4 separate regions of the Mus musculus genome follow, and regions 1, 3 and 4 are each linked to region 2. The links are chromatin contacts, called in public HiChIP or PLAC-seq maps. All regions are on one chromosome and are shown on one strand. Each heading gives the region's core, a stretch centred on a gene start, on an enhancer-like site or on the middle of the called end of the contact. The rest is flanking DNA. Distances are from core to core; before and after follow the strand shown.

The links. HiChIP or PLAC-seq counts read pairs in DNA pulled down with a chosen protein or histone mark.
Region 1: a contact with region 2 is called in an HNF4G HiChIP or PLAC-seq map of pancreatic cancer cells. The contact joins the enhancer-like site here to the promoter of Neurl1a in region 2. A contact is called at or near these places in 4 of 39 promoter capture datasets (the C10 cell line, cranial neural crest and liver), 1 of 15 datasets of contacts at CTCF or cohesin (the NIH/3T3 cell line), 10 of 484 Hi-C or Micro-C datasets (adipose-derived mesenchymal stem cells, bone marrow-derived macrophages, cerebral cortex and 5 more), 8 of 115 datasets of contacts at active chromatin or transcription factors (cardiomyocytes, embryonic basal ganglia, embryonic fibroblasts and 4 more) and 3 of 9 other capture datasets (adipose tissue, liver and pancreatic islet).
Region 3: an HNF4G HiChIP or PLAC-seq map of pancreatic cancer cells shows a contact between it and region 2. The contact joins the enhancer-like site here to the promoter of Neurl1a in region 2. A contact is called at or near these places in 12 of 39 promoter capture datasets (the C10 cell line, the HPC-7 cell line, cranial neural crest and 8 more), 43 of 484 Hi-C or Micro-C datasets (3T3-L1-derived adipocytes, the CH12 cell line, ECoMG myeloid progenitors and 29 more), 16 of 115 datasets of contacts at active chromatin or transcription factors (bone marrow-derived dendritic cells, bone marrow-derived macrophages, craniofacial prominence and 9 more) and 2 of 9 other capture datasets (embryonic stem cells and liver).
Region 4: a contact with region 2 is called in an HNF4G HiChIP or PLAC-seq map of pancreatic cancer cells. The contact joins the enhancer-like site here to the promoter of Neurl1a in region 2. A contact is called at or near these places in 5 of 484 Hi-C or Micro-C datasets (the Ba/F3 cell line, the G1E-ER4 cell line, the N1E-115 cell line and 1 more) and 1 of 115 datasets of contacts at active chromatin or transcription factors (pancreatic cancer cells).

Annotation. Positions count from the first base shown.
Region 1 is chr19:47,314,876-47,319,756 of GRCm38.p6, reverse strand. The region is part of intron 7 of Sh3pxd2a (SH3 and PX domains 2A); the gene reads left to right. Among named protein-coding and RNA genes, the nearest start is that of Gm29834, 31 kb to the right of the region's middle. Within about 2 kb of position 3,271, at least 150 of the 459 cell types and tissues checked have an H3K27ac peak or open chromatin away from gene starts, as enhancers often do. A contact at or near this core is called in the NIH/3T3 cell line, adipose tissue, cerebral cortex and 6 more, where this site is marked.
Region 2 is chr19:47,177,460-47,182,712 of GRCm38.p6, reverse strand. It overlaps Neurl1a (neuralized E3 ubiquitin protein ligase 1A), which reads right to left and starts at 3,893. Exons shown (of 6, transcript NM_021360.4): 1 at 3,162-3,893. The coding sequence starts at 3,246.
Region 3 is chr19:47,354,090-47,359,002 of GRCm38.p6, reverse strand. All of the region lies in intron 5 of Sh3pxd2a (SH3 and PX domains 2A), which reads left to right. Among named protein-coding and RNA genes, the nearest start is that of Gm29834, 70 kb to the right of the region's middle. Within about 2 kb of position 2,257, at least 40 of the 459 cell types and tissues checked have an H3K27ac peak or open chromatin away from gene starts, as enhancers often do. A contact at or near this core is called in bone marrow-derived macrophages, embryonic cerebral cortex, hippocampal neurons and 1 more, where this site is marked.
Region 4 is chr19:46,987,141-46,992,502 of GRCm38.p6, reverse strand. It overlaps a transcript of Nt5c2 not described here. Among named protein-coding and RNA genes, the nearest start is that of Ina, 25 kb to the left of the region's middle. Within about 2 kb of position 3,587, at least 127 of the 459 cell types and tissues checked have an H3K27ac peak or open chromatin away from gene starts, as enhancers often do. A contact at or near this core is called in the Ba/F3 cell line, the G1E-ER4 cell line, embryonic stem cells and 1 more, where this site is marked.

The sequences.
Region 1 (4,881 bases), core at 2,022-4,521, 140 kb before region 2:
TACAGCCCCCATTTCCCAGTAGTCCAGACCTTGGAATCGCCCCAAGGCCTCTAGCTGCCCAGTGAGGTGCCTAGGGACTTAGCCTGTATCTGGTCCATCTGGGTAGAGAGTCAGTTTAGCCTTGGCTATGGTGCTTGGAGTCCATGGTGGGAGAGGGGTGGCATTTCCACAAGGGTCTTCAACAGGAGCCTTCCCTTTGAAGAGCAAATATTCTGGCTGAAGGGGATGGGGAGGTATGGTAGATGGTTAGGGTAAGAAGGAGTCTTGGGCCAGTTGCTAGGTCAAAGCTCAAGCTCCCCCCCCCCCCAGGACTGCCTCCCACTGCTGGCTGCTGTTGGCATGGAAGCTGCTGAGCCTCCTGGAAGAGAGGCCAGGAGAGAAGGAAGGCAGTGGGGGTGGACCCCCTTCCCTCCTGGTTGTCCCATACTGTTCCCTATGACGCTGGCCTGGGCCTGAGCTAGTCACTGGGCTCCTGGCCCTCTTTCCCCTCTGATCACGCCAGTGAGCCAGAGCGCACTTGGCCCACAGCAATACATTCTATTCACCAGACGTATAGCTGGGAGGCCAGCAGGCCCAGTGCAGCCTGGGAGGAACCGGCCGTGAGGGACCGTTGGGTCTTGGGATGCCCAGGGTGGGGAGTGTTATGGAGAACCTGTGGTAGAGCTGCCATAAGGCCTGGCTTCCCGAGATGAGCCCAACTCTCTGGACCCAGAGGCAGCCCCCCCCCACCCCAGTCCCCACCCTAGAGTGCAGGGACAGCCAACTGAGTCCAAGGCTACAGTGTCCTAGCTTTGGTTTCTCTGCTGGAATGTTGGGGGAATTCTCTTAGACAGGAAACTCAGAGGTGACGGGCTAATGCCAGAGATCCCAATGGATAGGGGTCCTGGGTCTGCTTAGCCTGGCATCCAACCTGCAGTGGCTCGGGGTGGCTCTGAGCTGGCTCTCTGCAGCTGGTAGGCCCATGCCTGCCTGGAGGTGGGTCTAGGAGAGGCATATTGTGTTTAACCCTCTCCACCCTCTTGGTGCTGTACCTTTTTCCATGAGCTGCTTCTGGTAGCGAGGCTTTTAGTTCCTCCCAAGGCTCCCATAGCCTCTGCTCTCTGAACAGCTGTTTGTGCTTTACACAGGGGCTCTCGCCCCTGTAACTTCAGCGCCTTCACAGACCCTCTCCTGTTCCTGTTTACAGATGAGGACCCTAAACTCAGGAAGGGTAAAGTGTCCTCCCCAAGGTCACAGAGCAAGCAAGGGCAAGGCAGGACTGCACCCCAGAGCCTCTGACACTGATGCTAAGTTTGTGTTCGGGAATGTTGGGTGATGGCTGTGTCTGGGTCATGTCCTATGGCACCGGTATCAGAGGTGACTAGTCTGAAGCACATGGTCTGGTTGGAGAGCCATTCCCACCCAAGAGCCCGAGAGAGAAGGAGAGATGCTGTGTGCCTGGTGTGCTCAGGGAGCCTCCTAAGAGGCAGAGATGCTGAGGTAGGCTTGAGATGGGAAAGCATGTAGGGCGACGGTAGGGCCTACGGGAAAGGCTTAGGACGAATGCACATGGGGTCACCGTGGGCGCTCAGTTCATGTGCTGAATAATGGATGCTACGCGGAATGGTGGAGGAGTGTCAGAGGGCCAGGGGAGCACCAATCACAAGAAAGACTGGGTTTGAATTTGTCCCTTATTCTCTAAGTCATGAGGAGCCCATTGAGGGTGTGGAAGCCAGGAAGTGACTTGGCAAAGGTCTGCTGTAGAAACCTAAGTTGACAACAACCCCCCCCCCCAAATTTCTATTCAGATGGTAATCGGAGGAATACAGGTGTTGAGGCTGGGGTAGGGTAGAGACCCTTCGGTAGGCTGAGCCAAGGGCTCTAATAAAGCATAAGGACCCACCTCTTGTGCAAAGGCCCCTTCTAACACAGGAGAGGCAGTGCTCTCTAGAAGGGCCCACCCCTCTGAGCAGAGCCAAAACCTCATCTGAGCACAAGGGGCTCCCTCCCCCTCCATCAGGCAGACGCCTCCAGATCCCAATTTTCCAGGCCTTGCCTGCCTTGGAGGGGATCCAGGGCTGCTGCTACAGATGACATCACCGCCCACCACCAAGCCTTTTCTCATCTTAGTGCCCTCCACCGCTGCGCGCAGCAGCACCCCAAGAGGTAGATGCCTGAGCAAGGGGAGAGCTGGGAGCCTGTTGGCACTGGGGGTGAAGAGAGAGACCCACAGCTAGTGCAGCTGTCTCCCAAGAAGAGTGACAGCTTGCCTGCCCGTGCTGTGTGACCCTGGAGAAGGTTTTCTTCGCTTTACCTTCCTGAGTCCCAGAATGCTAGCCTAGCCATTAGAGGATCTAGCCAGTTTTCCAGGCAGACTGGATGAGGCCCGTGAGTGTGTAGATTTTTCCTCTGCTTTGAAATCTTGCCTCAAATTTTTCTTGGCTTGGATCAAAATGAGCTGATATCTGTCCCCTTGCTGGCACCTCTTCTTTGTCCTCACATCCCTGTCCGCCATCTGGCCTCGATCCCAGGGCTGCTTGTTCCTCATTGCCCCAGCTTCTTGTCCCTTTCCCCGCTTCCTGTTCAGTCACTTATTGTCCCCGTTTGGGATCTAAGGCCCTTCCTGCTTTACCCAGACGGACACATAGTCGCAGCATCTATCTGGAAGTACATCTGTTACACACTCAGTGTCTACCACTGATGGATGCCTGGGCTAGTCAACAGAGATAACAGCATGGATCTGTAAAAATCCCAAACTCCAGTGTTCACCTGGCGCCACCTGTGTGCCAGGTGTCTGAGGATGCAGGTGGGGCAGGGTCCTTCTTAGAGACTAAGAATCAGCGGCACCTGTAGGCCACGTGTGCCGCAGGAATTAAGAATGTGCTCGGTGGCATAGACTCGGGTACTGTCTGTCCCAGCTGAGGAGGCTGCTTCCTCTCGTGACATTCACGTTGCACACGTGCAACACGAGGCTGTGTGGAGCCTACTGTGGGAACTGTGCTGCAGTTGGGTGCTGAGTGTGGACTGACCCCAAGAGGCCCTGATGAGGACTTGCATGAGTGGTGCTGCCGGGACTTGGAGGCTCTCAACTGCTACAGAACTCCTGCCGCTGGCCCCCACGCCCCCATTTGGATCTTGTATTCTCCCTCATTTTTTCACACTTAAGGTCCTCTCGGTGTCTGGCTGCTTTTTAGTTGTGTTACACTTGCACTGACAAGCACTTATATCCCCTAGGGCACAGTCGAGAGGGTGACAGGGGGTGGCGCCTGTCAGCCCAATGCCCAGTCTATTGCTAGCTGGTGCAGAAGCTGCCAACTGTGTGTACAGAGGCGGGGCTGCCCTTCTGCCCAGCTGTTGGGTTGTGCTTCTGCCTGAAATACAATTCTGGCTTCGCAGGGGGCTGCCTGGGGCTTGCCTGTGTGCACTCATGGGGTACACCTCAGCTTCTGAGTCTCCAGAGGGTACGGCTGTGGCTGCAAAGCCCCACATCTGTGAGAGAAAAGTACCAGGCCCATGGGAGGCTCTCCCAGGAGAGCCTCTTTTGATCTCCTAGCATCTTCTGGCCACAGACCCTGAAAGACCCTTCTTCACAAAGGTCACAGAGGTCTAAACAGTGCCTCTCACTTTGGCTGCATATCTGAACCGTGGGACAAGATGGGCTATGCAAAGTGATTCACACTGAGGCCCCACCCATTAAAACTGGCTCTCTGAAGCCTGGGCATGAGAGTTTGGGGATTAAAGGCTCCTGTGACATGTCTAAGCAAAGGGTCATTGTGTCAGAAGGACAGTGTGTGTGTGTGTGTGTGTGTGTGTGTGTGTGTGTGTGTGTAAACAGACCAGAATTCTGTGATTAGAAGAGAGGCGGACTTGAACCTTCGGAAAGTCCATGAGTGTGTGTTTCGGCTGTCTCTATATGAGCTGTGGGAACTACATGTGCCTCTTCAGCTCCTCTCTGAGCCTCTCATTAATTTATGAGGTAAACGGGAAGAGAAGGGCCGTCTCGAGGTGGACTGAAGCCATACCTGCCTGGCATGTGAGTCAGACTCAGTCATGCAGAGGGAGGGGTGTGTCCGAGGGGTGAGGCACCACAAGAGACTGGAAACGCCAGGCCATTTGTATGGCCACACTAGTGGTGTTAAGCCCCAGCCTTCCTGAACATGGGTAGAGGTTTGCATTTGTTTTGGTTCTGAGACAGGTTTCTTGACTGGCAACCCGGGCTAATGTTGAACTCCTTCCTGATTCTCCTGCCTCAGCCACTACTGTGGGAATTACAGACTGACTGGCAACTATATGGTTGTAAGAAATGTACTAGGAATTCCCTCGGGGGTGGAGCGTCTGGGAAGGCTTCCTGAAAGAGGTGATTAGTCATTTTCTGGCTTGTGGATTTGTATAAGGCTAGCAGGGCATACTGTCTTTGGGAGTGTCCACAGTATCAGTTGAAGAGCAGGAAAGATGTGACGGCACATCCAGCCATATACCCTTTAAGCCGAGATGGCACCCAGCCTGTCCATTTGCCAGCTTGGTGCTTGTTTAATGAATGTCACACCAATACAGTGGCCAAACAGGACAAAGAACTGCCTTGCTCCTGGAAGCAGGACTCACAGGCCCTCTCTCTGATACACCCTGGCCTTTGACTCCAAGGCTTTTAAAACTTCCCAGCACTTAAAGACAAGGGGAACCGGGCAGCCTCTGCTGGCTGAGATGGCAGAGAGACCCAGGAAGGCTCCTCTGGAAAGCCTAAAGCTGCTATCTGCCTGGCCCCTGGAGAACCAGGAGGACAGGAATGGAGCCGAACTTGGGGAAAAGTTGGCGTGGGGAGGGAGGGGCGCTCGGCCCGCCAGCGCTGGCGCTGGGACTTTCTTCTTGGGTTTCAAGTAAATAGTCTGGGCCCTCCTCCCATCC
Region 2 (5,253 bases), core at 2,644-5,143:
GGGAGGGGTAAATAGGAAAGGGGGAGGGGTCTATGGAGATGAGGAAGTAGCAAGATAAACTAAAATAATGGGAATATGAAAATGCCATTGGCAACCTATAATCTTATAAGCAAACTTTTTAAAGTTGGAAGGGAGATACCCTACGCGGCTAGAAAAGCTCCTCCTTGAAGCTGTCGGTTATAAATCAGACACAAACGGTGTCAAGTGTGGGACGACCCCTTATGAGTCAGTTGGGGGAGCCTTAGAGGTCCCCAAAACAATACAAGCTCTTGCCATCCCTCTCGGGTGTCCATCAGAACTAGACGACCCTATTGCTGAAGGTACCACACACCTTGGCTGCATGCAATAAAGAGATCAAGCTGGAACTGAGCCTGAAACCTCTTCCCCGGGGGCAAGCTTTCATAGTGTGGGAAGCACTATGCAAGCTGCTTTGAGAGAAAAGGATACCAGTGGTCTCACACAGCTGTGCATCCTACCAACTATGAAACCAAACTGCTGGGCAAAATGTGCTCACTTGGGCAACAGTGGTACAACTGTTACAGAAGTAACCAACCACTTTGTGATTGGATTGGAGGCCCACTCCACAGAAGGGAATCTATACTTAGTACTATAAACACCCTCAAAGCTCAGAGTGGGTAGAGTCATGGAATCTAGGGGTCCTATTGGTGAGCTAAAGTGACATAGTGTTGAACCTACCTTCTAAATATATATGCTTATTATACCTATAGACAGTTACCTCATAGCCTCAGAGTACTTCCAGTGGTCTGTGCTAAAGGCAGAGATCTACGGCTTCACAAGGCGCTGAGAATAGGTGACAGATCAGCCCTCAATAAGACATTTGTGATCAGTCCATCCAAGCTTAGAAAACACTAAGGAAGATTCTAAGAGGCTCAGTGTAGGAAGGGCTGTGAAATAGCATCTTCTGGGAAGTGTGAGGTCATTGCAACCATGAGCTCTCAACAACTACAGGTGTACAGGGTCTGCACAAAAACAAGCCATCCACGGGCAGCCAAGGACAGAGGAAGGACTCCGAGGGCCCCACCTCTCACTGCCTAACTGTTTTCTACAGACAGATCCAGGGGAAAGTGGTGTGTCCACTAGTGACCGCAGCAGACACCAGCGCATAGCTCGAACCCACTGGTTACACGGATGGCCCTCGATTTAAAAATGAGGGGGAGGGGCTCATCAAAATAAAAAATCATGAACCTAAGAAAGGGACAGGTAGAGATGAGGGACGCTCATAAGGATGGAAGGGAAGTAAGAGAGGCTGAGGGGGAGAAGGGGAGAGGGATATATGTGTGTGTGTGTGTGTGTGTGTGTGTGTGTGCAGATAGACACATATACATATATATATATGAAACTAACTTAAAAATATTAACTTATTTTTATTGAACACATTTTTTAAAGAAAACATAAATTAAAAAAAAAAGAAGGGAAATCCCATATGATTCATTTCCCAGCACCTTTGAGAAATGTTCCTTCTTGGCTCTTATTTATTTGTAATTACTGCTTTTTCCTTTCGATCGACATAACCGCCTTTTAGCAAAATGGGAAGCACAGAGGGGACGGGGGTCACAAAGTCTTTGTCGCTTTACAAACCGTTCTTATGCTGTGAGCACTTCCCCAAGTCATCAGAGTCTTTGAAAATGTAATCTTAGTGATGGCACATCCTCCCCCATGATTCCTAGGCATTTAGCTTGTGTTCCTCGTCTAAGTGATACTGTCAGGAGCATCCTAATGGCCGTAAGTACCACCTGCATCTCCATTTTCCTCCCATCAGTTCTATGAGGAATTACAAGGTCAATAAACATGACACTAGAGGACCTTTGCAAGTGTCACCATATTAATTTCCAGAAATCCACCAAGACCCACTAATTTTCCGGAGCAGGGTAGAGGTGAAGTTCTGAAAGACTGGGTTAGAATGCAGGACAGTGGTACATCTGTCATCCCTTCTCCATCCTGAAGCTAACTGCAAGAAGAGACAAGAGTTCCAAGCCTCTAGGGTCTGAAGCCTAGCTGTTTCTAATTCAAGAAACAAGCCTCAGTTCCCCTCCTCTGTAAAGTGAATATGGTTACTGTTGCTCTGCTGACTAAAACCAGAGAATGTCTGTACTCCCTGAAAAGGGACCTGTGAACATCCTCCATGAACACCAAGGCTCTGGGCTAAAGGGTACTCTACTACCCTAGTCATATCCTGGGAGACTTGAGGAACTTAAGTTGTTTTGTGCCATGCTGTGGGTTTTGTTTTGTTTTGTTTTTTAATTGTTCTTATTGCTGTTTAGGAAGCCCTGGGACTTTTAGCTATCACTGTGCCCCTAGAACTAAGTGCAACCTGTCTCTAATAAAGATGAAAAAAAAAAAAATCAGCTTTCCAGAGAGAATTAGCTGGGTCCAGGCGCCCAGGAAACCAAGCAGCATCTTCCAAAGGTCAGAGACATGTTGGAAGCTGGAAGGCCTGGGGCAGAGCCTCGGGCCTCCCCCAGAGGGTGCTGGATGGGCCATAGACAGCAAACCCTCCCGATAACGTTCCATCTGTTTGGAAGCTCCCTTCCCCTCTTTCTAGGGTTCAGACCAGATACTTTGTCTTTGGATGCACAAAACAAACAAACAAACAAATAAACAAACAAAACCAAACAACCTGACTCAGACGGTGCAAAAGATCACCCACTTGCAAAGACCCCGGGAGCACGCGTCTGCCCTTCTAGTCCTGAATCTCTAAGACCCTCTGCTTGGAAATGCAACTAGTGCTTCCAGCGGGATCTCCCCCAGCCCTAGGCAAATGCAAAAAAGACCACAATGACTCTCTTGGGAGGCTCATCTGGAAAAACCTAGGTTTCCCTCCACACTGCCCTATCCAGCCGGCAAATGTTTTTCCCACCTCTTCTCACCGCTTAGCATCACTGGAGGGGACTCCAGTGACGTTGCCAGGGCAGATAAGGAGAATTGCGCAGACCCCCACCGACCGCCATCCTCCCTCATCTCCACCATCAGCACCGGTCAGCTGCCACCACAGCCCACCTCCACTGTCAGAAGCGCCTCTCCCGCCCTCCAAATGCACACAACAGGTGGCACCTGCCGGTCGTCCCCAACCGCACCCCTGCCCACCACTCCACCTGCGCCGCAACCCTCCCTGCAATTGCTCCCCGGTCAGCGAAGCCTACCTTTGAGGTTCTGGGGGTGGCCCCGCGACGCGCGGCTCGGGTTTCCTCGCTGCAGAGAGGAGACACTGGAGAAGTTGTTACCCATGGCATCGGCCCCCCGGGGGTGCTCCGGCGGGAGCCAGGCAAGGCTGGGCAGGAGCGGAGGAAAGGTGTGCAAGTGTGTGCGCGCGCGGGTGCGCGCTGCCAGGGGAGGGCCCTGGCGGGGCTGCGACCGGGGGCGGGCGGTTTGCTGTCTCCGGCTCTCCCTGGGCTTGGCGGTCTTCGCTCGGCGGGTCCTGCCCGCCGTGGGGGTCCTCGCGCCACCCGGCTACCGGGCTCCCATGCCCCGCGCCCGGGGCGGCCCGGCCCCTGGGCCCCGGCCCGCGGCGCGAGCCGCTGCGCTCTGCCTGGTGCTGGAGCTCGGATTCCGGCTGCGGGTGGGCGGCGCAGCGGCGGCGCGCTCCCCGCGGGCCATAGAGTCGGGGCTCGGCGCGCGGCTGCTCGGAGGCTCGTCGGCGGGCTCGGTCCCCGCCCGCGGGGACGGCCGCGGCGACGTGCGTGGCGCCCTCCCGCCCGCGGGTGAGCTTGCAGCGCCCGGCTCGTGTGGACCGCCCCCGCTCCCGCCAGGTCCCTCCCGAGGCCGCCGCCCCCAACCCCCGCCCTAGCGTCGCCAGGACTCCGGGGCTCCGGTTGTTATGGCGACAGCTGCGCAGGTTAATGAGCGTCTTAGTGACACGCGCGCGCCCGCTCTGCCAGATGTGGGTCTCGGGGCGCGCCGCGTTCCCGCTGGCTATAAGTTCTCGAAGGCGCGCGGGACCCAGGGTTGGGGGCGGCACTGCTCCGGACCTGACGTCAGGAATAGATGGGAGCTTCGGAGGTTGAGCGTCTCCCTGTCCTGGGACATAGAACCTGAAAACAAGAGGAAGAGGACCGCCACAACGCTGGGAGCCCCGGAGCCAGGGCGTGGCGAGGTAGCCCTAATGGAGGCTCCCTAGCACGGGATTCAGGGCCTGGCACGTGTTAAAACGCTCAGGAGTGAGTGGATAATGAATTAAGACAATTGAGATCAGGAATACAGTCACCTCCCCTTCGCTGTAGTTGGAACTTCCAATCAGAACCCCAGTCAGACCATTTCCTGACTGTTCAAACATCCTTTGCATGTTCAAGAACGGAGAACCACAAGACCAGAAGCAAGCCGATGGGACCCAGCTCAGGTACAAACCATGAGAGAGATATCGGTTCCAAGTTGAATTATTCTGTCAGCTGGAAAACTAAGAGATTGGGGAAGGGATAGAGGGGGTGCTATAGCCTATAGTAGACCAAGGTGGCTTCCTCGAGGAAGGGGGCAGTCTGTAAATGTCCTGTTCACGTGACTCTTCCATCTGTGTAGCTCAGCACTGCTACCTGCAGGAGGGACCAGGAAGTCATCTTGGATCTGGGGCGGTTATTTCTCCCAGTGTATCATGGGGGAGAAGACAGTCCGTCTGTCCATCTCACACCTTCATCAGCCTTGCTGCTTCTCGGGGCCATCGCTCACTCTAACCGGACTTTCCCAACTCGGATCCAGAGTGAGCCCTGGGTCATGAGTGGGACACAGACATCTCCTCCATCCTTTTCTGGAAGTTTCTCCATAGGACCCATCCTCAATGTGTAGGCACAGCTCTTTCCTGACCACCCCAGCTAAGCATCTCTGCCTCTCTCTATCATTCTCCATAGGGTCATCCCATTCTCTTCGTGGCTTTTATATGACTTTGCCTAAAAGTAGCCTTTTCTGCTTGGTTAGATTCGGCTTCTCTTGATAGAGAATAAGCTTGCTGAGGGGAGAGTCGGCCAGCCACTTTCCTCACAGTGTTCTAGCTCCCAGGGCAGGGACATGCGGATTCTCAGAAGTATTTGTACAGTGAATGGATCCCCATGCCTGCCAGCAGTAAAATCCTACTGTGATCTTTAGACATCATCTCTGATCCCCTTTAGCCCCCTGTCCTGCCTTTTACTCTCCTCTGATTGCACATGTTATATCCTTAAGTTTCAGAGACTCCAGGCAAGCTAGAAATACCTGTGAAAGGTATGCTCTGGTGTTTGAGGAGAAAGACAACCAGGCCCCCAGTCCCAG
Region 3 (4,913 bases), core at 1,008-3,507, 180 kb before region 2:
GTCGCTCAGCCATCCGTGGGCTGGTTAGAGCAACAGACGCCGTGTGGAGCACGCCTTGGCTGCTTCCCCCGCTCTTCTCACCTCTCCCTGGGACGGAAATGGAAGGTGGGAGAGAGGTCCAGGGAGAGTCCCTCCTGCAGTCTTCCTTTACGCCTAGGTATTTACTGAGCACCTACTATATGCTAGGAACTACACAGGCCAACTCAAGGCTACAACTAGGTTTGAATCTTGCACTGAGTTAATCTTAGTGGTCCAGTCAGAACACACAGCGCTGCTGTGACCTTCAGTGGACCACTTCTCTTCAAACCCCTGATTCTTATTTTGTACCCAGGTTCAAAGGTTCCTCTCCCGATCCCGTACAGATGGGAAACTGGTAATGAGAACGGACCTGGCTCTAGCTGTAGGTTATGTTTGGAGGCGTCTCACAGAGCCCTCCCTCCAGGTTCTTCCCCTAGGTGCTTAGGCAGCCAGCTGGTCTCCGGCTGAGGCACTGGGGTTGAGAGCCAGCCCCACCTTATGCTGGGCTGCGTCCTGGTGAGACCCTCAGCTAGGCAACTCTATTCATCTGTCATCATTCGTCTGGCCAGGGACATGGGCCACCCTGTGCTCCCAGCAACCCATCCGCGGCCACTGGCTAATGCACAGAGAATCTCTTCATAGAATCGGTCTTACCCAGCCCGGCCCAGTGGCTGTGGGTCAGAGAGAGATTGGATGAGGAAGGGCACAGGACTCTGTAAGTGCATTCTGCCCACCTCCACCACAGTCCCTTCTACCTGGGTGCAAAGGTGCCCACGGGAAATGTGTCCGCACCGAGGAACAGAGCCTCTGTGTCCCCGCTACCATGCTGGATAGACCAACAGGAGGGACGAGGATTCAAAAGCCCTTGTCTGGCCTGACCGTCACTCCAGCAAAGGTCAGTGAGGGCTTGGTGCAGGCCGAAAGGCTGTCGTCAGGGCTGACACAGGGTTTCTGGCTCCCTTAAACAAGAGCGTAGGGAAAATATAGGGGTGCCTCTACAGGGTGACCTGGGGTCCTGGTATTTTTCTCACATTGTGCTTTCTGTTCTCCCCTGATCCCCAGCCTTGGGAGGAGTTGGGGTGTGGGTGTCTCTCATTTCCACATACTTCCTGTCTCATGGCTGAGGCCCAGGTACCCTGGGGCATCTCCATCAGGACAGGTAAGCCCCATCTACCCACCCACGCAGGTCTATCCAGCAGGCAGGTGTTCTGCCTCCCCCAGGACGGGTGGCCCCTTTCTCCTCAAAGCCCAAAGGCTCATTCTGACCATAGCTGTCTACTCTTGAGTATAACCCCCCAGTTGGTGACCTCTCAGGGACAGTGCAAATCAGAGCTGAACTTAAAACTGGGCCTTCTCCACTCTGACGCAGGCCTTCTGATGGCACCAGGGAGAAGGCTGTTCATCAGCTGACTATATACTTTGTGAGGCCCAGGGGCCAATGTCCGAGGTACAGCCTCATCCCTGGCAAGGAAACTCAGTCTGAGGGAGGAAGGCACTGCAAGGGAGTGCTCACCCTGTGGGAGGCAGCAGATAGCATCACAGGTGCTGAACCCAGCTCCACCTCCACCTACTTGGTGCTTAATTGTTTAAGGCCCAGGGCTCTTCTAACAATGGCAGCTGCTGATCCAGTGGGGCAGGAGAAGAGATTGTGTAGGCTCAGGGCTTCCCACAGCACCGGGCCAGCCTGGTCAGGTGCTCGGAGGCTCGCATAAAGAGCATAAAGGCCTTCTACCTGAGACCAAGGGATGGTCAGCTACTCAAGTCAGAGAGCAGGTGGGGACACCTACCCGGAGGGAGTCTGCAGCCAACCTCAGGAAAGAGGCTGTCTCTGAAGGAGCCTTAGGAAGTGTTCTGAGAGGAGGTGGGTACAAGGCCATTACTAGCTCCATCGACACTGGCATCAGATATGGGGACAGAATCTGGGTGTCTCTGAGTTCCTCCTGGCTCTGATATCTTGTGGTCCTGTCAGAACTAGGTGCCTATTGCTGTGGTCCAAGTGTGTAACAACTTAGGTATAATGGCTATAAGAGCAGAAAACACAAGCAAGCAAGCAGAGAAACAAACAAACACTACCTCAAAGTGAGGAGCAAGCTTTCTGAAATCCCTAGGATCCTTTGCTATAGTGGTCTGTAAGGCGCTTAAGGTTGGAGTTTGAGCGCCAGTCTAACTTTGAGATCCTTAGAACCAGTGCCTCATTCCAGATCTGTGTGTATCTTTCGCCACCTGGTGGTAAGACTGAGTATTACAGCCACCTGCATTGGTACTGTCTGTCTATTGTTATTCTCCCAGGAAGCTGGTAATCCCTACTTCAGTTGAGGCAAATGGCTGTATCTCCACCCCCTCCCCACCCCCACCCCAAGGTGTATGTCTATAGAGACACCAGGGGTGGTCCTGGAGACTTTCCTCTGGCCTCCAGAGCTCCTGGATAAAACTCTAAGGATGGGCGCCATCTGGTGGGCACAGGAAGCCTGTTCCAAGAAGCACCCAGAAAAATCTAGGCTTCCTCCCACTAACTATAATCAATCCCTCTGGCTCTCTAGCAGGTAGCCAGCTTACTTGTCACTGGGGCAGAGGTAGAGGTGGAGGTGGGGGTGATCAAGAGTGCATACAGCTGACTTTGTGTCCCACCCAGCCTAGAACTGCCACTGACAGGCTGTGAGCCTGAGAGTCTAACTCAGTGCTGAGGCTCAGACGCTCCCCCCCCCCCCCCCCCCCCCGCCAGCTACATCCAGCCTTTCAAATGGTCTCAAGTGTACCACTGATGTGACAACTAGCAGCCCAGTCCCCACTGTGTGGCTATCACTACCAATTTCAGAATATGTTTACCACTCTTCCTGGAAAGTGTATCACCACTGCATTACGGCTGGTTTGCTTGCATGGATGTCTGTGTACCATTGGGCCCAGATTTAGTGACTGAGAGGGCCTTATCAGGCATACCACCGAGACCAGATCACCCCAAGAGCAATATTTACCTTGGCTTACCATCCGTCATACCCAGTTCTTGCAGTTCATTTGGGAGATGACACCGGGCAGGGAGAGAGGGAGGGAGGCAGCCAGTGTTAGTAGTAACAGCTCTGCAGGAGCCAGCAGCTCAAGCTATAGGCGTGCCTGACTCCAGGGATGCCCAGCACCCCTGTCAGCCCACATACAGCCCACTGGCACACAGCAATTGTGGGGAGTCCCAAAGGCCTGAGTGAGTTAGACATGGGTGATGTACACTGTGCTAAGGGTGACTCACTGGGCTTCTCTCATGTCCTATTCCTGGGAAGCCAACCTCCCCAGCTCTAACCCCAGGGCCCTGTCTTCCTTCTCTTCTCTCCCTTCAGTGCCTCATCGTCTGATTTACCCTCCCTCCCCATCTCTTTCACAGCCACCTTGACATCTTCTTTCCGTCTCACAGCCCCAGAGATAAGGAGTGAGCTCTTTTGAACCTGAGACCCAGTAGGTTCTCTGCAGATACAGTACTGAGTGGAGCATCTAGTTGGTGCTACTGTGAACATTGACCCTACCTAGTGGAGACTGGACTGGCACTGCCTCGGGGCACAAGGTCTGTGCTGCCTGGAAGAGGCAGGGATGCTCAGGGGGGCTGCACTGCTGGTGTCTCAGGTACAGTGGCTGAATAGGAAGCAATCTAACAGCTATCCAGTCCAGGAGGGCTCCTGCCATGGGCCTTGGAGAACCCATGGGGCCCATATACAGGAGAGGCTGTGGTGGGGAGCAGCCTCCTGGGGAGTCTCTAGGGAATGGGGTTAGGCATATCTACCACAGGCATGTCACGGTGAGCCAAGCGCTGTCAGAGACGTGGTTTCGAAGCTACATGGCGGGAACACTTGACCAATGTAGGGCTCCTGTCACTGTTGGGATCGGTAATCGGGACAGCAATGAGGGATTCTTCCCGTCTCCCCACCATTGAGAAGGCAGTGTTTAATGGGGGTGGGAAGGGTGGTTCAATAGCAACTGCCACCATTCCTGCCCCTATCTGGGCTCCAGAACCCGAGGGAAGCAAGTCTGTGGGAGACCTAGAGCTGATAAAACCCAGTCTAATCCTGGAAACTGAGGCATAAAGAAGGCAAAGCTAGGCCTGAAAACTAAGTCTTGACACCCCAGTGCTGGACTGGCCTTTGGGGTCCATCAGAGTTACACTTGGACACGCTCAGAAATGTAACACACACACAGTCGGTAGGACATTGGGAAGCCCCCAAGCTGGCGTGGGGAGGCTCTTTGCTGAGTTTCCCCAGCCACAAAGGCCCTTGGCTGGGAGCCGCTGGCCTGCCTGTTGAGCCCACTGTGTGGAATGTGGCAGCCGCCTGCCCCTTTGTGGAGCGGCCTCATTAAGTCCGCCTCTTGGCCTGACACACTGAAGACATCTAGACTTGGCATTCATTCGTTCCCTTTCCCTGGGATCCAGGAGCCCCCAAGGAGGCCTGGCAGCCTCACAGCAGAGGGGATTCCTGGGAAATCTGAAAGCAAAGGGGCAGCCATATCACAGGGGTCTTGGGACCCCCAACTCTGCAACCTAGCAGCCCTCTGACCTCGGCAGAGTGCTTTACCCACAGAGTCCGACTCTCTTCCCATCTGTGCAGAGATGCTCTATCATCTCAGCCTAGCTACATCCCTCCCAGGTCCGTCCTGTCCACAGCCCAACCTCATCTCCCCCTCAGTGCCCACCTTTAGTCCCCTGTCTCAGACGATGCTATCAGTTTGCCTATGGATCTTGGCTCCCCTAAAAAGCCTCCACCACAATAACCATGGGGCCAGTGCAGAGTGGCCAGCAGTGCAAAGGGAGGGGGAGGAAGACTGTGTTGAGGCGAGCCTAGCAGGTAGCTCCGTACTTTATTACGCTCAGAAATATGGGTGCGGGATTATTTACAGGAGCAGGAATGACTCACAGGCAG
Region 4 (5,362 bases), core at 2,338-4,837, 190 kb after region 2:
GTTATGAGCCACCATGTGGTTGCTGGGACCTTTGGAAGAGCAGTCAGTGCTCTTACCCACTGAGCCATCTCACCAGCCCAGCTCTAGTGTTTTTTTGTTTTTTTTTTGTTTTTTCTTTCTGAGACAGGGTTTCTCTGTATAGCCCTGGCTGTCCTGAAACTCACTTCGTAGACCAGGCTTGCCTTGAACTCAGAAATCCGCCTGCCTCTGCCTCCTGAGTGCTGGGATTAAAGGCGTGCGCCACCACGCCCAGCCAGCTCTAGTGCCCTTAAGCTCATTGTAAATCTGAAGATTTCTGTGTCTTTTATCTGGGAACAATATGGTCTGAAGTGGAGTAGAAACCCCTTAATATTCAAAGACAACAAGGGGGTGTAGCAACCCCAGAATAATAATTATCACAACAAAACATAATTGAGAGCGTGTATGGGCAAGTACCCAGCTCTGGTTCTGGCCCTCATTAAGCACTCAAAAGTATGATTCTTTAAAAATATACATAGTCGGACTGGAGAGATGGCTCAGTAGTTAAGAGCACTGACTGCTCTTCCAGAGGTCCTGAGTTCAATTCCCAGCAACCACACAGTGGCTCATCTGTAATGGGTATCAATGCCCTCTTCTGGTGTGTCTGAAGTGTGCACATCATATTAAAAAAAAATCTTAAAAAAAAAAGAATATATGTAGTTAGCTCAGGCTCTGAAAACTGTTCGAACAGTTTTGTAAAACGGGAATTATATATACATATATATATATATACACATATATATGTGTATGTGTATATATATATGTGTATATATATATGTATATATATATATATATATACACCTCTATAGTTTAGAAATAACTCATACAGGCAACTAACCCAATAAAGGAGACATTGAAGAAAGTTTGGGGAGATTTGGGCTGATTAGGGTCAGGGTTCTTTTGGACGAGTCAGGATCTGAACAGGATTTTGCTAAAGATTTAAAGTACGGATGAGTACCACTTATGAAGTACAAAGACATAAGCCACACAGAGAGCAGACTGGCTCTTGGCTGGGATTGAGCCTAAGGCTGTTTCGGGGGCAAGGAGTTTAAGGTTTTTCCAGGAGTTACCCAGTGAGCCCAGAGAAAGACTGGTGGCCGGTCTCTGTGCAGTTGGTAAATTTACCACTAGGGGGCAGTGTTGACCAACAGCTTGTCCCTTGCCCAACTTAGGATTTGAGCCAAGGTCTTGGTTAGTGGAACACTTTGAATAGAGGTCGCAGTGCTGATCATTGCAAGCAGAGCCTGCGTGGTGAGTGTCAGGACCTAAAGGTCAGGAGTTGAAATGTATTACTCAAGGTTTTAAGAAATCTATTTATTTGTTTTTGGTTTTTTTTTGTTTTGGTTTTGGTTTGGTTTGGTTTGGTTTTGTTTGGGTTTTTTTTTTTTTTTTTTTTTTGGTTTTTCGAGACAGGGTTTCTCTGTATAGCCCTGGCTGTCCTGGAACTCACTTTGTAGACCAGGCTGGTCTCGAACTCAGAAATCCGCCTGCCTCTGCCTCCCAAGTGCTGGGATTAAAGGCGTGTGCCACCACGCCCGGCTAGTTATTTGTTTTTTAATTTTTGCGATCTCACTATGTAGCACTTGATTGACCTACAACTTGCCACGGTGACCAGATGGCACTGAGCTCACAGAGAGATCTGTCTGCTTCTGTGTCTTGAGTGCTGGGATTAAAGGCACGAGACACCACACTCCCCTTCCTTCCTTCCTTCCTTCCTCCTTCCTTCCTTCCTTCCTCCTTCCTTCCTTCCTTCCTTCCTTCCTTCCTTCCTTTCTCTCTCTCTCTCTCTCTTTCTTTCTTTTAAAGATTTATTTATTTTTATTATATGTAAGTACACTGTAGCTGTCTTCAGACACTCCAGAAGAAGGAGTCAGATCTCTTTATGGATGGTTGTAAGCCACCATGTGGTTGCTGGGATTTGAACTTCGGACCTTCGGAAGAGCAGTCAGGTGCTCTTACCCACTGAGCCATTCCCTGCCACCCCCCACTTTCTTTTAAAACTATTGATATGTTTGCATGTATCTGTCTGGTGTGTCTGTGTGTTTGTGTGTGCATGCACGTGTGTTTTCATGTCTGTGAGTGTGGGCACCACACCTGCCCTGGCTCACATGTAGAGATCAGAAACAACTTTGGATGTTGGTCTTTGCATCCCATCTTGTTTGAAATAGGGTCTCTTGTTCTCTGGTGCAACCCTAGGGTAAGTGGCCCACAAGCGTCTGGGAATTCTTCTGTCTGTGTTGCTGTAGAAATGCTAGGATGATGCACTGTAGGGCATATGGGAGCTTGTTACCAGGCAGGCATGAGAAGTGGTCAGGCTGAGTGAGCGCAAGTCCCAGGGATCTCGGGATTGAGACCGGCAGGAGCGGAGCCGTTCCCTGCCGCCTCTACCTGCCCTGGAACAGAAACCACAACACCCCACTGAGGACCGTGGTGATCAGTCATGTGGCATAAAAAACCTCAAGTACTCCACACTAATGAGGTACCTAGATAAGCCCCTGAGGGTTCAGCCAATTAGCTTCCCTTCCTGTGCACTCCTTCCCGCAAAAGGTATTTGATCCCCGGTTCACCCTGAGTGAAGTGTATGCAATTAATATCCACCATCAAATAAACCAATATGACCAAGCAAGCTGCGGGGAAGGCCTTCATCTTAAAGAGCCTCGCCTAAACTCCCGAAGAAGTCCTTCTCTCTCTTCTTCCAGAGCTCACTTGTAATCAGACTGGTCCCGCCCTTCCTGGACTCTGTCTTCCCCTTCCTGTCCAGTGCATGGATGCCCCAAGGGGAAGCATGGACCATGGACCCTGTGCCCCGACTCCCAGCTGTATGCCAGTGGCGCCCAGGTACATAGGAGACTGGGAACCACGGCATAGGTCCCAGACCCCGCAGCAGACCACCATTCTGGGGACTTCGTTCTGCCTCCCCCGAGCTGCATGCCAGCTGTGCCCAGGCATCCCAGCGGCAAGGCAGGACGCAGTTCAGCAATGCACACTACTGCAATGGCTTCTGGGTATCTACCCACAAGGCCATCTCCCCATCCTGAAAGATGTTTTTAAAAAAAAAATACTTACGAATTTATTTCTTTAGTTTTCATTTCTTTAACATCTCTTTAATTCAATAGCCAAGGAGTGAGGCAGGCATTATTATTCTCATTGAACAAATAATTTATCACTGGGTCTCTAATTATCCCACCCTACCACCCAGTGACGAATACAATCTGCTTAGCTGGCTACTGGTTAATGTAACATAATGTAACACAATATAACACAATGTAACAACTGGTGAAGTGTAACACATGGAAGGAATGTGGGCCTTGGCTTTGGCTGACTTGGAGATCATATGGGTCAGCTACTTGAGTCCAGGAGGCCCCAGCAGTGACTATACATCACTTTAGCCACCTGTAAAGGCCCCTCCCGCCAATGAATGGCTGGTTGCCATCCAGGGCTATGCAGAGAAATGCTCGCCTCTCCCCTCTTTCTGCAGGAGCAGCCAAGCAGATCATGAACCTGAGAGCCCAGCGGTTGGTTCCAGCCTCTGGGTCAGGGGGCAAGGAGGCTGAAGGGAGGGGAGTGCCTGGGCACCCTGCCACAGCTGCACCTTTAGTTAATATTTATTCTTTCTTTCTTTTGCCCAGAGACTAGGGGAGCCCAATCACAGATAGTGAAGAAAACTCCAGGGCTAGGAGAAGCTGGTTCCTGTCAGGGGTGACTCAGGCAGACCTTTACAGCAGGCAGTGCCCCCACCTGGCTCTGTGCAGGTCTTTTGTGTGGTTGTTAGAGACCACACTACTTATCTGCTCAGCAGAGCAGTCTCCTAGGAGTGCAGGAGGGTGCGGCTGGGTAATGGGTACAGAACAGTTTTATCTTTCTGCACAATGACTTTCCCTGGGGGGGAGGGGGAGACCCCTGGGTCTCTTCAGGGCGTGGCACCCCTTTTCATTAAAACTGCCTTGTCTTTCTAAAACGCATTTTGTTAGTGTTTTCTTTCCCAGAGGGGACTTGTAAATTGAGCTCCTTATTCCTCAGCGCGATATAGAGCTGACCAGAATTTCTGCCAACTCATTGTTCTTCCTCTCTGTGAGCACGGCTTCTCAGCGCCGTGAACCACCATCTTCAGAGTCATTAACGACATGATTTCTGGACCCCAGAGCAGCTGAATTTAGAATGTAGCTCCTTAGCCCCAGAGCACAGCCACTGTTGGCCCCGCGAATCTGTGTTTGGATAGTTGTACTGACTCTCGTGGAGGCTGTAGCGTAAGGACCGTTTGTTCAAGCAAGACCACAGCATTTCCTGACCTGAGCGGTTGAGTTGTAGCCACTTTCCCTACTTGGGCCTTTTCTTCAACCCTCCGAAGACAGAACTTACCAGACACTTATTTTCTGATTCCTGAGGATCATTTATTTCAGATTCTTGGTTATTATATATTTTTAAAAGCAGGATGTCATTTTACAATCTGTCCTGATCTGTAATTGCCTGCATATCCCACCCATGACCTCAAACTCACACCAATCCCCCTGCTTCAGCTCCTTGCATGTAGAGACTATGTTGAACTACCAGACTTGAATCACTTCACCATTCCCGACCTGTGACGACATGACTGCCACTTCAGTCAGGCACACCCCGGATCTTGTCATGACACTGGGGCTCAGCAATGCCAGCCTTCTGGTTTCTGGCCAGAACGTCCTGTCTTTAGCCTGCTTACTTCCCCAATACCCAAGCCTGCTCCCAACTGCCTGCCTGCCTGCCTGCCTGCCTGCCTGCATCTCTCTTTGAAAATAAATGGCCTTGGGCTTCGGAGATGGCTCGGTTGGTAAAATGCTTGCACAGGATCTGAGTTCAATCCCCAGAACCTATGTAAAGATTTTTGGGTGTGATGGTGTGCCCTTGTAATCCCATCGTTGGAGTGGCAGAGACAGGAGGATCCCTGGGGCTGTCTAGTCAGGAAAAGGCTCAGTCTCCAAGGAGGCAGATGGCCTGATGATGAAACCCGAGATTGTCTTCCAGCTGCTACATGTGTGTGTGCGCGCGCGCGCGCACACACACACACACACACACACACACACACACATGCATGGTTTTTTAAAGGCAGTAATGGCTCCCTTTCTTCTTTTACCACTTCTCATCTGAGTACACACCCTGGGTTGGGGACCTTAGTACCACCCCCACCCCACCCCCATCATTATATCTCCCTTCCCTTCCTCTTGCCTTTGTCCTTCCTGACTTCTTTCTGACTACTCAAAAACTCATCCCAGCAAGGCCTCTTCTGGTAGCCATGAGCTGATGCTGTAAGTGTCTCGCACATTGGAAGAGAAGGCGGTGCCCCTGCTCGCTCAGCCTGGCCCTGTTCCTT